2 separate regions of the Ovis aries genome follow, and region 1 is linked to region 2. A link is a contact called in public Hi-C data. All regions are on one chromosome and are shown on one strand. The core of a region is the stretch at or near the end of the contact, and the rest is flanking DNA. Distances in the headings are between cores, read along the strand shown. Region 1 overlaps LOC121819020 (a long non-coding RNA gene). Region 2 holds the start of FOSL2 (FOS like 2, AP-1 transcription factor subunit).

Region 1 (5,754 bases), core at 954-3,453, 60 kb before region 2:
CTTGGATGAGTGTTCTGTTTGGGTCTCCCGCATGGTATGAAAGCAGTAATAATAATCCCTCCCATGGGCAGAGCCCTTTGCACAGTGTTCATGCATCATGCATTTGAGCCTCATGACAGCCCCATGAGATAAGGACCATCAAGTGCCATTATCCCCAGTTTACAGATGAGATGACTGAGGTTCAAAGAGTTTGTCTTGCCCCAGGCCACATAGCTGGTAAATGGCAGAGTCTGATCTCACACCCTGGGTTTTTGTTCCAGCCCCAGTGTCTGTATGTTGCTGGTTGTGCAGGGCCCTGCACGTGGTGGGAGAAGGGAGCCTTATGTTAGAGCCAGCACCCCAGGAGAGACAAGGCTGCGCAGGGAGCAGAGCCCACTGGCTGGGGGATGGGGTGGGGGGAGGAGGGAGTGAGGAGCAGGAGGAACTCAGGCAGAGCCCGGCACTCCCTCCACTCCAGCAGCGGCCGCGACCCCTGGGGGAGAGGCTGGAGAGACCGCAGGCCTCACGTAGGCGCTCTGCCCCTCAGGCCCAGACATGCAGGGCTGCGAACAGATCCTTCCCGGAGCACAGATGCCAAGGATGTGGGCAGACTGGTTTGAGGAACAAAAAAACCCAACTGAAAGCTTTCTTCCCTTTCCCACACAAGGCACCAGACCTGCCCTGTCATCCCTATGCCAAAGAATTCTCCAGAACGATATCTGCCCTTCCTCCAAAGCTGCCTGACTTCGCCAAAGTCACTCATGAGTCTCTTCAAATCGTACACACACAGAGTGCCACCCCAGGGCCCTCCCCCGGGAGTCCCCGGGCTGAGCCCAAGTCAGCACCGTGCCGCCTGCCCCAGATCCTCCTGTGGAAACCCTTTGCTCCCATCCCACCTCCCCAGTCCTGAGGCACCTCCTCTCCTCTGCTCTCCCAAGCCTGTTTTGGTCCTTCTACCCAGGCTCTGGCCCCTGGGCTTCTCGGCTGGCTCCCCAGGGAAGGACGCAGCCCTGATGCCGCGCCCCACTGGGTGCAGGGGTCACGGATGCCAGCCGCTTCACATCAGCCCACATCAGGGAGCCCCAGGGAGTCAGCAGTTATCATATAACCCCGAAGCCTTGTTCCAGAAGCCGCGAGTCTTGTGGCCTCCTCAGTGACAAGAAAATGGAGGGGGTCAACTGGGGCGGGGACAGGTGGCGGCCCACACACTGGCCTGTGTTCATCACTGAGGGCATGGAGCGCGCCCTGCAGAGGTGTGGTCATGGTGAGCACCACCCCAGAAGGGGTGGGCGGGGAGACGGAGGACCCACCTGAAGACTAGCCGGAAGAGATACCATGTCAAAATGTCCTTTTCTTGGTGGAGGGGCGGTTTTCTCTCCAGATGCCCCAGCAAAACCCAAATGGCAGGAGCGGGGATGTCTCAGTTACTCATAGGCCGACGTTTCGGTCAGTCTATCGGCTCCATGACCCGCCACCCTCCTGCTGTGCACTGGACTCCAGAATCAGGTCCTCCTTCCTGCTTCACAAGGAGCTTCGGATGCAGCTTCCCTTGCCGCCGCCCAGCTGGAACTGGGCAAGCTAGACCAATAGGTGATGACCACCAGCCATGCAGCTGCTACTTGTGTTTTGATCACACGGTCCTTGATCACCTGCTCTCCCAGGCCTCGTGCTGATGAGATTCTCATTTCCTTGATGGGATGCCTCCCAGAGATGGTTCTGGTAGCCACAATGGTTGGGAGTGGGAGTGGGGGGGTTGACCTGGGTTGAGGGGGATCAAATGCCCTGTCTTGAGGACAGTCCCATTTTATGTCTGTTGTCCCAGCCTCGTTATCCTCAGAGCCCCCTCTCTCACTCTTAGAGGTGTCTTGGTTTGGAAGACACATGATAGGTTTGGGGGGATTGTTGGCGGACGGGCTCAGGGGAGCTATGTGTGATGTGTGGTTTCCAAGAGGGGGCAAACTAGGCCCAGAGAGGTGGACACTAGAGGGCGCCAGTTAGCTGTGCTTGGTCGGCAAAGTCTCCAGGATGGGCCGGACTGGCAACCGGGGCCAAGACCTGTCTGAAGAGAATCTCAGGCAGAGATGTGCAGGCGGGGGCAAGTGCCCAGCAGAGCCCTAGTCGGACCCTTTCCTGGCTTGCACTCAGCCTGGCCCACCCCTCTCACTGCCCCTGTCCACCCAGCAGAGTGCTGAGCCCTGCCCACTCTGCCTCCCCTCCTCCACTTCAGCCTGGCCAAGTCCCTGCTAGCCTCTCTCCCCAGGGTGTGGCATGGGCCTCTCCCAGTGGGCTGGGGCTGGGCTTCAGATGGCCATTCTGGAAAAATGGCCCGGCCAGGTCAAAGGAAACCCCACAACCCTGCAGGAGTGAAGGTGGGGAGGAGACTGGCAGGAGGTAGGAGGGGCCTGCTTTCTCTTCCTTAACCCACCCTCCCCATCATGCAGACTCAGGCACAACACTTGGGTCTGGGCATCCTCTCTCGTGGAGAGCCTGGAAGGCATATAACCCGCCAAGAGCCCTCTGCTCACCATCCTGACCTGGCCACTGCCCCCATCCAACCCACAACTGGACACAGGATCGGCCACCAGGAGACAAACTCTCTGTTCCTGTTCTTCTCCCCAGCTCCCAATCCCCATGACCCCTCTTCTTGATGAACCCGATATTACTGGGGCCCCAAGCGGGAGAGAGAAGGCCACACAAAAGCAAGGTTGGGGACTGTTAAAACCACATGCTTTGACTTCCAACAGACTTGGGCCTGGGTTGCAGTTCTGATATTGGTCGATGTGTGACATTGGGCACATTAATTAACTTCTCTAAGCCTCAGTTGACTCACCTACCAAAGGTTATAAGAGCAGCTATTTCGCAAGGGTGGTGGGAAGATTAAATGCAGTAAGAACACAGAGCACCTAGTTCAGTGCCTGGCACCTAAGGACGCAGTGCCCTCAGTGGAGGAGACCCTGGGAAGCACCAGCAGGGCCCCTCAGTCCCAGCCCAGCTTCTGTCTCTGCAGCCGGAGTCCTTGTCTGCAAGAGAAGAACAAAGATGGACCATAAAACATGTGATGGTACCTATGGTACATGCGGATGAATTTTCTATTTGACAGTGACATCGGGGAAGTAGGAAGCCATGGCTGCCTCAGTGCCAACAGCCTCAGCCTTTTAAAGCATCATTTGTTCATTCATTCGTTCATTCATGCATTAGTCCCAGATCACGACTGTTGTCCTGACATAAGGATTAAAGGCCTCCTTTCACTCTTGAGGTGTCCCGCTTTGGATGATAGACTATATGACCACCTACTTAGTGTGCTGGAACCTGTGCTAGGCCCTAAGGATTGAGAGAGAGGGATGCTATATAAAGCCGCTGGGCTTATCAAGCCTTATATAGGGCTCACCAGCTAGTGAGGAAACAGATGAGATGACTGGAGAAGTGTGGCCAGCTGGTGCCCCTCTGCCCATTAAGACCCTACCAAGAAGCTCCTTTGATTTCTCTCTCCTTGGGTTAATTTACTTTTGCTTATTTACAAACCAACTTTCACGCCATACATTTTCCACCAGGGACATGAAGTAGCACTCCTTCTATTCAGTATAATGTTATTTTTCGCCAGCCTCAGGAGCTGCCTTCCATTCAGATGGTGGGGCATTCTTTTTTAAGAATCGCAGATAGCCTGTCTGCTCCTTTGTGATCCTGTAAACATCAATGTTCCAGAAGCAGGGTGCTCATTTATTTTTTCATTCTCATGACAAAGTATACAACTGGAAAATGGCAGTGACCTAGAGGCACCCTCTACAAGGCCAAGCCTCATAACATGCCTGAAACGCCTCCATGAAATTTAATGAAGTTGCGGCAAGTCTTGGGGAAATGAGAGGAAAGGGGCAGGGTGCCCCTGGGTTTGGCTGGGGCTCATGTTAGGGGCAAGAACCTCTGGGCTCGTGCCTGATCATCTGAGTTGGGTCAGGGGAGAATGGCTGCCTCCAGATGGGACTGGAGGCGGCCAGACATGAGTGTATGGGTAAGAGTGGTCCCACCCCAGCCACACGAATCAGAACCAGGAATTTCTTGGGAAATGGAGGCTTTAAGGGGCCCAAATCTGCCAGATTCCCTCACCCCGTGCACCTTGTTCTTGGCACAGGTCTCATCAGACACGCTCTTCCTCTCCCCACCCACGTCCTCCCAGGTTCCTACACAGTTAACTTGATCACCAGGCCCCACATTTGCTGCAGGGTTTCTGTGTCATCTGTCCCACCTTCTCACTGAGGGATCGAACTCATGACTATCTCACAATTATCCCAGAAGATAACTGGGCGAAAATCGTGATTGTACACGGCCGGCCCCAGGAAAAGCATCGCCATATTTAGATGTGCTGCTCCCAGAGGAGGAAGGAAGGAAGAGGAGGGGGATGACAGGACTAAAAGGAGAAGAAAGAAGGCATGGGTGATTCTGAGAATTAAGGGTAACTAGTGATGTTATCATGGGGAGTGTTAAACCTGGGTCAGTGGGTGGGGGCAAGGCCCTGTGACTCATTCATGAGTCTGGCCCCCATACCCAGGAGAAGTCATTCATTTAGTAAGTCATTAAGTCTTTCAATACACATCGATGGAGCTGTTATCCTGTTTTAGACACTGGACTAGGCAGCGGGGAGGGAGCGAGAACTAAGACATTGGGAGCTGGTGGCCTCGAAGGAAAGACGGTTCCACTGCAGAGTGTAGGTTTGCAGGGGGCAGAGGGAGATGGGGCTGGAGGGCAGGGGTGGCATTGAGGGAGTGGCAGGGAAGACTGCCCCCCAGGGGGGAAGGGGAGGGTGGGGAGGACACGTGGTGTGGGAGGAGTAGTGTCTGTCGCCAGACAGACAGAGGGAGGGGGAAGGGAGTTACAGGCAGAGGAAGGAGCACCGTGCTGGCAGGCACGGAGGTTGCAGGGTGGGGGAGGTTTGGTGAGCTGTAAGTTCCTGAGAAGGGTGTAGGGGACGGTGGTGAGAAAAGAGCTTGAAGACCTAAGCACAGCCGATCCTGAAGGAGCTGAGATGCTCTTTCCAGGCATCAAGGTCCTTGGAAGATGTAAACCCAGGAGAGCTTGGATCAGGACCCCTCTTGGGAGAGGAGACCCCATGTCTAATATGGGCAAGTGACTCTGATAGATAGGTGACTGGCTTGCTCAGAAGAGACTGGCCTCAGTATGGTGCTCTCACGGGGTCAGGCCTGCGTTGGAGGTTTCATCACACATCCCCCCCTGCTACCCTCCAGTGGCCCTCAGAGGTAGATCCGATTTCCCCTGTGGATGAATGTAAGGTCTGAGGTGCCACAGGCATTGAAGCTTGCCCACATCCCACAGCCAATAAGTGGCAGAGCCAAAATCAGAAGCCAGGCCTTCTGAGCTCTTGCATGCTAAGTCACTTTAAGTCATGTCCGACTCTTTGCAACTTTATGGACTGCAGCTCACTAGGCTTCTCTGTCCATGGGATTTTCTAGGCAAGAACACCAGAGTGGGTTACCATTTCCCTCTCCAGGGGATCTTCCCAACCCAGGGATCGAACCCATGTCTCTTATGTCTCCTGCACTGGCAGGCAGGTTCTTCACCACTAGCACCTCCTGGGAAGCCAGCCAGTAGTCCCCAGGACACTTAGAAGTACAAGGATCACTGCTTTGAGAAACCAGAAGCTTTCACACAAGCCCCACTTCCAAATCCGACTACCACAAGGCCTTCCTAGGACCTCCTGCTTGAACTCACTTTCTATGATTTTTCACAGCTCCTCCCCAGGTACGGAAGCTTCACAGGCTGCAC
Region 2 (5,608 bases), core at 407-2,906:
TTCTTTCTGCAGCCGTCCTGGCCCTAGGTACTCCCCAGACCCCAAGGCGCCCCTTTGGGTGGCAGTTCAGGCTCCTAGTCCTACCCTAACAGGAGGTGGAAGGGCGCAGGGTACACAGACGCACGCAGCCTGAGCCAATCAAGGCTCACCTCCTCCTTCCTGACCTTCGCACCTGATTCCCTGAGTGACAACTCTCGCCCTCACTCTGGATCACTTGAAGGAGCCCAACCAGTTTCTGAGTCCCCAACTTCTTTCCGAAATTAACTAAAACCAACGGCGGGAGAAGGTGCGGGGTCGGGGTGGGGAAAGAAGGAGAAGGCTTTTTCGCAGGAATAAGTTCTCTAGATGTCGGAAGGGGCCCGTGCGTAAAAAATTTGGGGAGCGGGGGATCCACCACGGAGATAGAGGGGAATGGAGATGAATTCCTGGGAGAGGAGGGAGGCACCGGCTTCTGGGAACGGGACCTGCAATTCCAGGAGCTTGTCTGGATACGATGTAGTGTGAAGGACAGGGTTTGTAGGTTCTTTCAGCCCACTCGCCGCTCCAGTTTGGAAAAAAAAAAGGGGGGGGGGTTGGCGAGGGTAGAGGGGGTGAAAGGAGGTGTGGGCAGGAGATGAGAATTCAGAACTTACAATGGTGGCCCGCAGGTATTTTCTCACCAAACCGAGAAAGGGCAAAGAAAGCAAAAGAGGCAGTGGCGGCGAGAGGAAGGCGGGGGTCCACCCGCGTCGCCAGGTGCACCCGGGGCCCGCACCTACCTGCTGGCCGCCGCCGCCGCTGGAGTAGGACTCGGCGTGCGCAGGAGAGCCGCTGCTGCCCCGGGACGAGGTGTCAAAGTTCCCGGGATAATCCTGGTACATGATCCGCGGTGGGGGCCCGAGAGGAAACAGGGTGTTTTTCTTCCCCCGCCCTCGCCGCGGCCGCGCACCGGCTGCTGTGCGCTGGCTCTCTGCTGGCCGCGCCTCGGGCTTGTCCCCCTCGGCGGAGGCACCCCGGGAACGGCCCCCTGAGCGCCGAGCGCTACACCACTTCTTTGCTGCTCTGCGAGCGCCGCGGGACCAGTTGTCCACCCAGTCCCTCCCTCTAAAAAGTCCGCGCGTCCCTCGGTCCCTCCCCTGCGCGCGCCCTCCCGCCCCCGCGCGCAATCGGAGCCCAGCCGGGACCGCCGGCTCAGTCAAAAATCGGTAATTAAAAAAGAATGGGAGTCAACCCAGCGGGTCAAGCCTGCCAGGTCTGGGGACCCCAGATGTCAGCGCAGAAAAGAAAGGAGGGAAAAAAAGGGGGGGCAGAAAGAAAGGCTGCCCGCTTGGAGAAACTTCTATTTCCTCCTTTTAGAAAAGGAGCTGAGAATAAACTTCCTGTGGCCGACTCGCCGCCGGAGTTTGGAGCGGCTCGGACACTTGACTAGGAGAAGAAGGCAGCCTGTGCCCGGCCCGCGGCCCGGGAGGATCCAGCTGAGCCGGCGTGGAGAGGGACGCGGTGCCGCAGCTCCGGCGCCCGGACCTGCACCCCTTTCCCGGCTCCCTCTCCCGGACGGGCCCGCCTCGCCCGTCCGCGCCTCTCTCTCTCCCTCTCTCGGTCTCCGCCGAGCGCCGCTCGCTTGCTCGCTGGTTTGCTCGGAGCCCCAGCGCTCTGCCCGAGATGAGTCACTACAATGGCACGATTTCAACTCCACACTCTTTATTCTCCAGCCCCTGTACCTCACGTCAACCCGACTCCACCTTGCAGGGAGGAGCGCGCGGGGAGGCGGGGGGAGAAGGCCGAGGAGGAGGGGGAGGAGGAGGAAGACGCGCGGGAGGAGGCGGGCGCAGCGCTCCCCTATCTGCCCCGGCTCCTGGCCGCGCTGACGCCAGCCGCACACCCTGCGCGAGGAAGGAAGGCGGTGGCGGGGGTGGGAGCGGACCGCTGGCGCGGTTTGGGGGAGCCGAGGCAGCCTGGCCCATCCCCACCCCCCGGGCCACGCGCCCTTGGTCTGTTCCACTGGCGCACGTTGCCAAAGATGGTCATTTGCGTTAGAGGACGCGAGTGCGGGTTCCCTAGCTTTCGGGTGACGTGGAGGGAGAGGGATTCCCTCGCCGGCTCCCGAGCGCGCCACGGCCTCCCCACCTTCTCCACCGCCTGGGAAAGGGGCGCGGGGCGGGGCCCCTGCGAGGGCTGCCGCGGGGCCCTCGGCGCCTGGTTTCAGAAAATAATCACAGTCCTGAAGAGCGAGACTGGCGGTTCAGTGCGGCGCCACCGCGAGGCCGGGAGCCGGGCGCGCAGAGCCGCTCGCAGGGAGGGCGCGGCCGCGCACGGTCGTCGGCGCCCTTCGCGGCGCCACCCGGAGCAACGGGCGCCCTGGGCGCCCTGGGTATCCGCGCCTCCCTGCGGCCGGGCCTTGGCGGGGCGCAGCGCCGCCGGGCGGGGCCGACCTGCCTATTTTCCCTTCCGCGGCTGGCTGCCCACTGCTTCCCGCCCCCCTCCCCTTTCTTTTCGGCTCTGCAATTAATTTGTTAGGAGCAGCCTTGAAGACGAAATTAACCAGTCAAGACATTCCGGCCGCCCTCTATGCTGGGCAATTAAGATGCATCTAATAGTAATCGGGCATTATAAGCAACCTCGACTATTACGAATTTGAAAGGAAAAAAAAAACCAAACAGGGAAGAGGGAGGCCCGAGAGAGGGCGTGCCCCAACGTTGTCTTCAGCTGTTTTGGAGCGAAGTTCAGGCAGTAGGTAGTCCGGATTCCTAGTTTGTCCCGCCTCGCGGGGCGGGGCGGGGCGAGGTGCGGGGTAAAGAGCACAGGCCTTGGAGTGTGAACGCCAGGCTGTGCTGCTTACGGGCTGTGAGACTTTGGGCGAGTCCCTTAACCTCTCTGGGCTTCAGTTTCTTTCTGTAAAACGAAGGGATTGAGACATGACCTTCTAAGGCCCTTGTCAGTTCTGGAACTTCAATCCTTCTGCAGAGATGATGATCCGGAGGAGCACTGTACTAGGAGTCAAGGAAATCGAATTTTGCTCCACGCTTTGCCTTAGTCTCATACCCAGCTCTTAGTGTACCAGCGGGAAGATGCGCGAAGGCTGTGAAGCGTTGTGCACTGTAACACATCACAGTTTCGGCCCTCAGTCTCCTTATCTGTAAAGTGGGGGTGTTGCTAGGAAAGAAAAATAGAACCCAGCCGGGAACTCAAAGCTTTCCCGGGGCTCTATATAAAGCGCTGGCGTTTCCGGGACGGCTGGCGGCATCTGGCCGCCCCAATGGCCCCAAGATACGGTAATCCTAAACAATACTCGGGGTCATTGTTTACAACTATAAAACACATTCTGTCCTCGGCTCCATCCCCAAGGACGCGCGTGGAGAGGCGAGGCTGGCTGGGCTCCTCGCACCTCCCTCGCCGCCTGCAGCGTAGCGTCCGCAACTCCACAGGTCGCGGCGAGAAGTGCGAGGCAGATGGATGCGCACACCCAGCGCGGTCTTGGCGTTTTTGCCATCTCTCTCTTTTTTTAATCCCGCGTCCTGCCTGCCTGGGTGTGTTTATGCTCCTCTCCCAGCAGGGCTGAGTAAATGCAGTCCTTTGACGCAAAACCGTTCAGCCCTTTCCCCAGCGGCAGCGGCAAAACCCAGAAAACTGGAGGTGGGGACGGGGTGGGGGGAGCGCAGGAGAAGAAATCGTGACACTCTCTGACTCGCCCCTCAGTCGCCTCCCGCACCGCACGGTCCTCGGCCGGCCTGGCGAACTCCTAGGTGGGGCTACAAAGTCAGGCGCGGTCCGGGCGTCCAGCGCCCTCCTGGGAGCAGCGGCGTGTCCAAGCGGCGCTAACAGACACACTTTTAGTTTTTCTTTGAGCTGCAGAGGCTACCCGGCCCTCCCCCACCCTGCGCTTGAAAATCCAGCGCTTCTGGGTCTCTCCCACACAGTCCTTCCAGTAATTCGCGGGGAAAGAAGGAGGGGGAAAGGGAGCCTATGCTTCCTCCGTGGCCTCCGCCGTCCCAGGCGCGTCCAGGCCCGGGCAGGCGCCGCCGGGAGCGCGCGGGCGGGCAAGCGCACCCTCGCGCCCTCGGCCGCCCCCGCCCTGCCTGCTCCCCAGCCCTTTCCTTTCTTGTGGGTTCCCGTAAAGCCCGGCAGCCCCGAGACGTCTGCAGAGCATCACGGAATCTGTGCTGATGCAAGGCGCTAGCCTTCCTTTGGTGCGCCCCGGCCTGCCTCGAAACGCTTTGATCCCGGCCTTCCCGGCTCCAGAACTTGTGCTGGCTCCCTCTGTCCGCCGGGAGGCCCGCGATCTGCAGCCGGCCTTCACCTCTCAGTCCCTGAGCGCCAGGAACAGAGCTGTGCCCTGATGCTGCGGGACCGACCGACTGGTGCAACTGGTGCCTCGGACTAACTGAATGCCAGACTGAGAATTTAGCCTCCAAGCCCAGTTCATGGCCCTCTCCGTGGGGAATCATTACAGGATCACCCAGTAACAAAGGACTGTCTGACTCCCTGGAAGAGGATACTAAGAAGAATAGGGGCCAATCTTTATTGAACACTTACCAGGCAGAATACTTTAAGGGATTGTCTCATGCAATCCTCCCAACAAAAGTTTGAGGTGGGTGTTATTCCCTGGTTGCAGATCAAGAAAATGAGATGAAGTAACTTGCCCAGGAGAATTAGTTAGAGGGTTAGTGACCCAGCTGGAAGTGCAGCTGATCCTCTAGGACACCAGGCTCCTCCTCTTACCCAGGACATGCATGACCTGCCTCCTACGGGAATGTCTTTGTTTCTCTCTTACTGATCCTCAGAAAGCATGGACTTCATCTTGTGCGTGACTCTGTCCTACACTTAGAGGTGCTCCTTAATTCACCACTATCACTCAGGTTAAGGAAAGGTCATGTGAAGTGCCAGAAGAAGAGATCATAAAATGAGATGGGGAGAAAAAGGTACTTGGGCTGCCTTCTCACTGCCTCTCTGGGTCTTGGGACCTCCCTGCACTAAAGTTTGCTGTTTCCTCCTCTGTCCCTCCCCGCCTGATGTCTGACTCCTGACCAAAATGACTGCCTGGCTGGACTGCCCTGGCCCTCCTGTCTGAGTGCTGGACAGTTCATGAAGCCCTTTCACATACATGGCCTCGTTTCTCCTCATACAACATCCCTGCCAGGGAGGTGACAACCATCAGGGTGACTCTGGATTGGCAGAGAGGCAGCTGAGAACAGAGAGGCAAGGCAGCCTGCTCAGTATTTCCCAACCAGAGTCGGAACACAAACCCTTCTCGCCCAGCTTTACATTCATTACAGCCTGTTACCTGTTCTCCCAGCCTTGCCAGGTCAGAAGCAAAGTCCACAGCTTAATGATAAATGGTCCTCTATCCACCAAGCCTGAGTGAATCTGCCATCACTTCTCTATTGTAAACCATGCATTTTGAACATTTCTGAAAATCAGGTGCAAGTTATAATCAGTGACTAACCTGGAAGCATTTCTGTTTGTACCAAGATCTCCGGGTCAGTCAGGAGTCCATCAGGAAACAGACTTCGGCCCAGACGGTTCAAAGGAAGAGGCTTTAATAGAACATTTCCATAAAGAGGTGTGAGCAGGGCAAAGAGAGTGACAAGGGGCCTTGCTGCACTCCAGGCCTAGTCACAGGTGGTGGAAA

Evidence for each region. Hi-C and Micro-C count contacts between places; a contact is called where the count stands out from the background.
Region 1: a Hi-C map of liver shows a contact between it and region 2, with 2.1 times the contacts expected there. The contact joins the enhancer-like site here to the promoter of FOSL2 in region 2. A contact is called at or near these places in 8 of 16 Hi-C or Micro-C datasets (blood, liver, muscle and 4 more).

Annotation. Positions count from the first base shown.
Region 1 is chr3:35,400,955-35,406,708 of ARS-UI_Ramb_v3.0, reverse strand. All of the region lies in intron 1 of LOC121819020 (a long non-coding RNA gene), which reads left to right. It overlaps LOC114113587 (a long non-coding RNA gene), which reads right to left. Exons shown (of 2, transcript XR_003588498.3): 2 at 1-2,999. Among named protein-coding and RNA genes, the nearest start is that of PLB1, 35 kb to the left of the region's middle. Within about 2 kb of position 2,203, at least 9 of the 54 cell types and tissues checked have an H3K27ac peak or open chromatin away from gene starts, as enhancers often do. A contact at or near this core is called in liver, where this site is marked.
Region 2 is chr3:35,341,040-35,346,647 of ARS-UI_Ramb_v3.0, reverse strand. It overlaps FOSL2 (FOS like 2, AP-1 transcription factor subunit), which reads right to left and starts at 1,656. Exons shown (of 4, transcript XM_027966637.3): 1 at 759-1,656. The coding sequence starts at 860.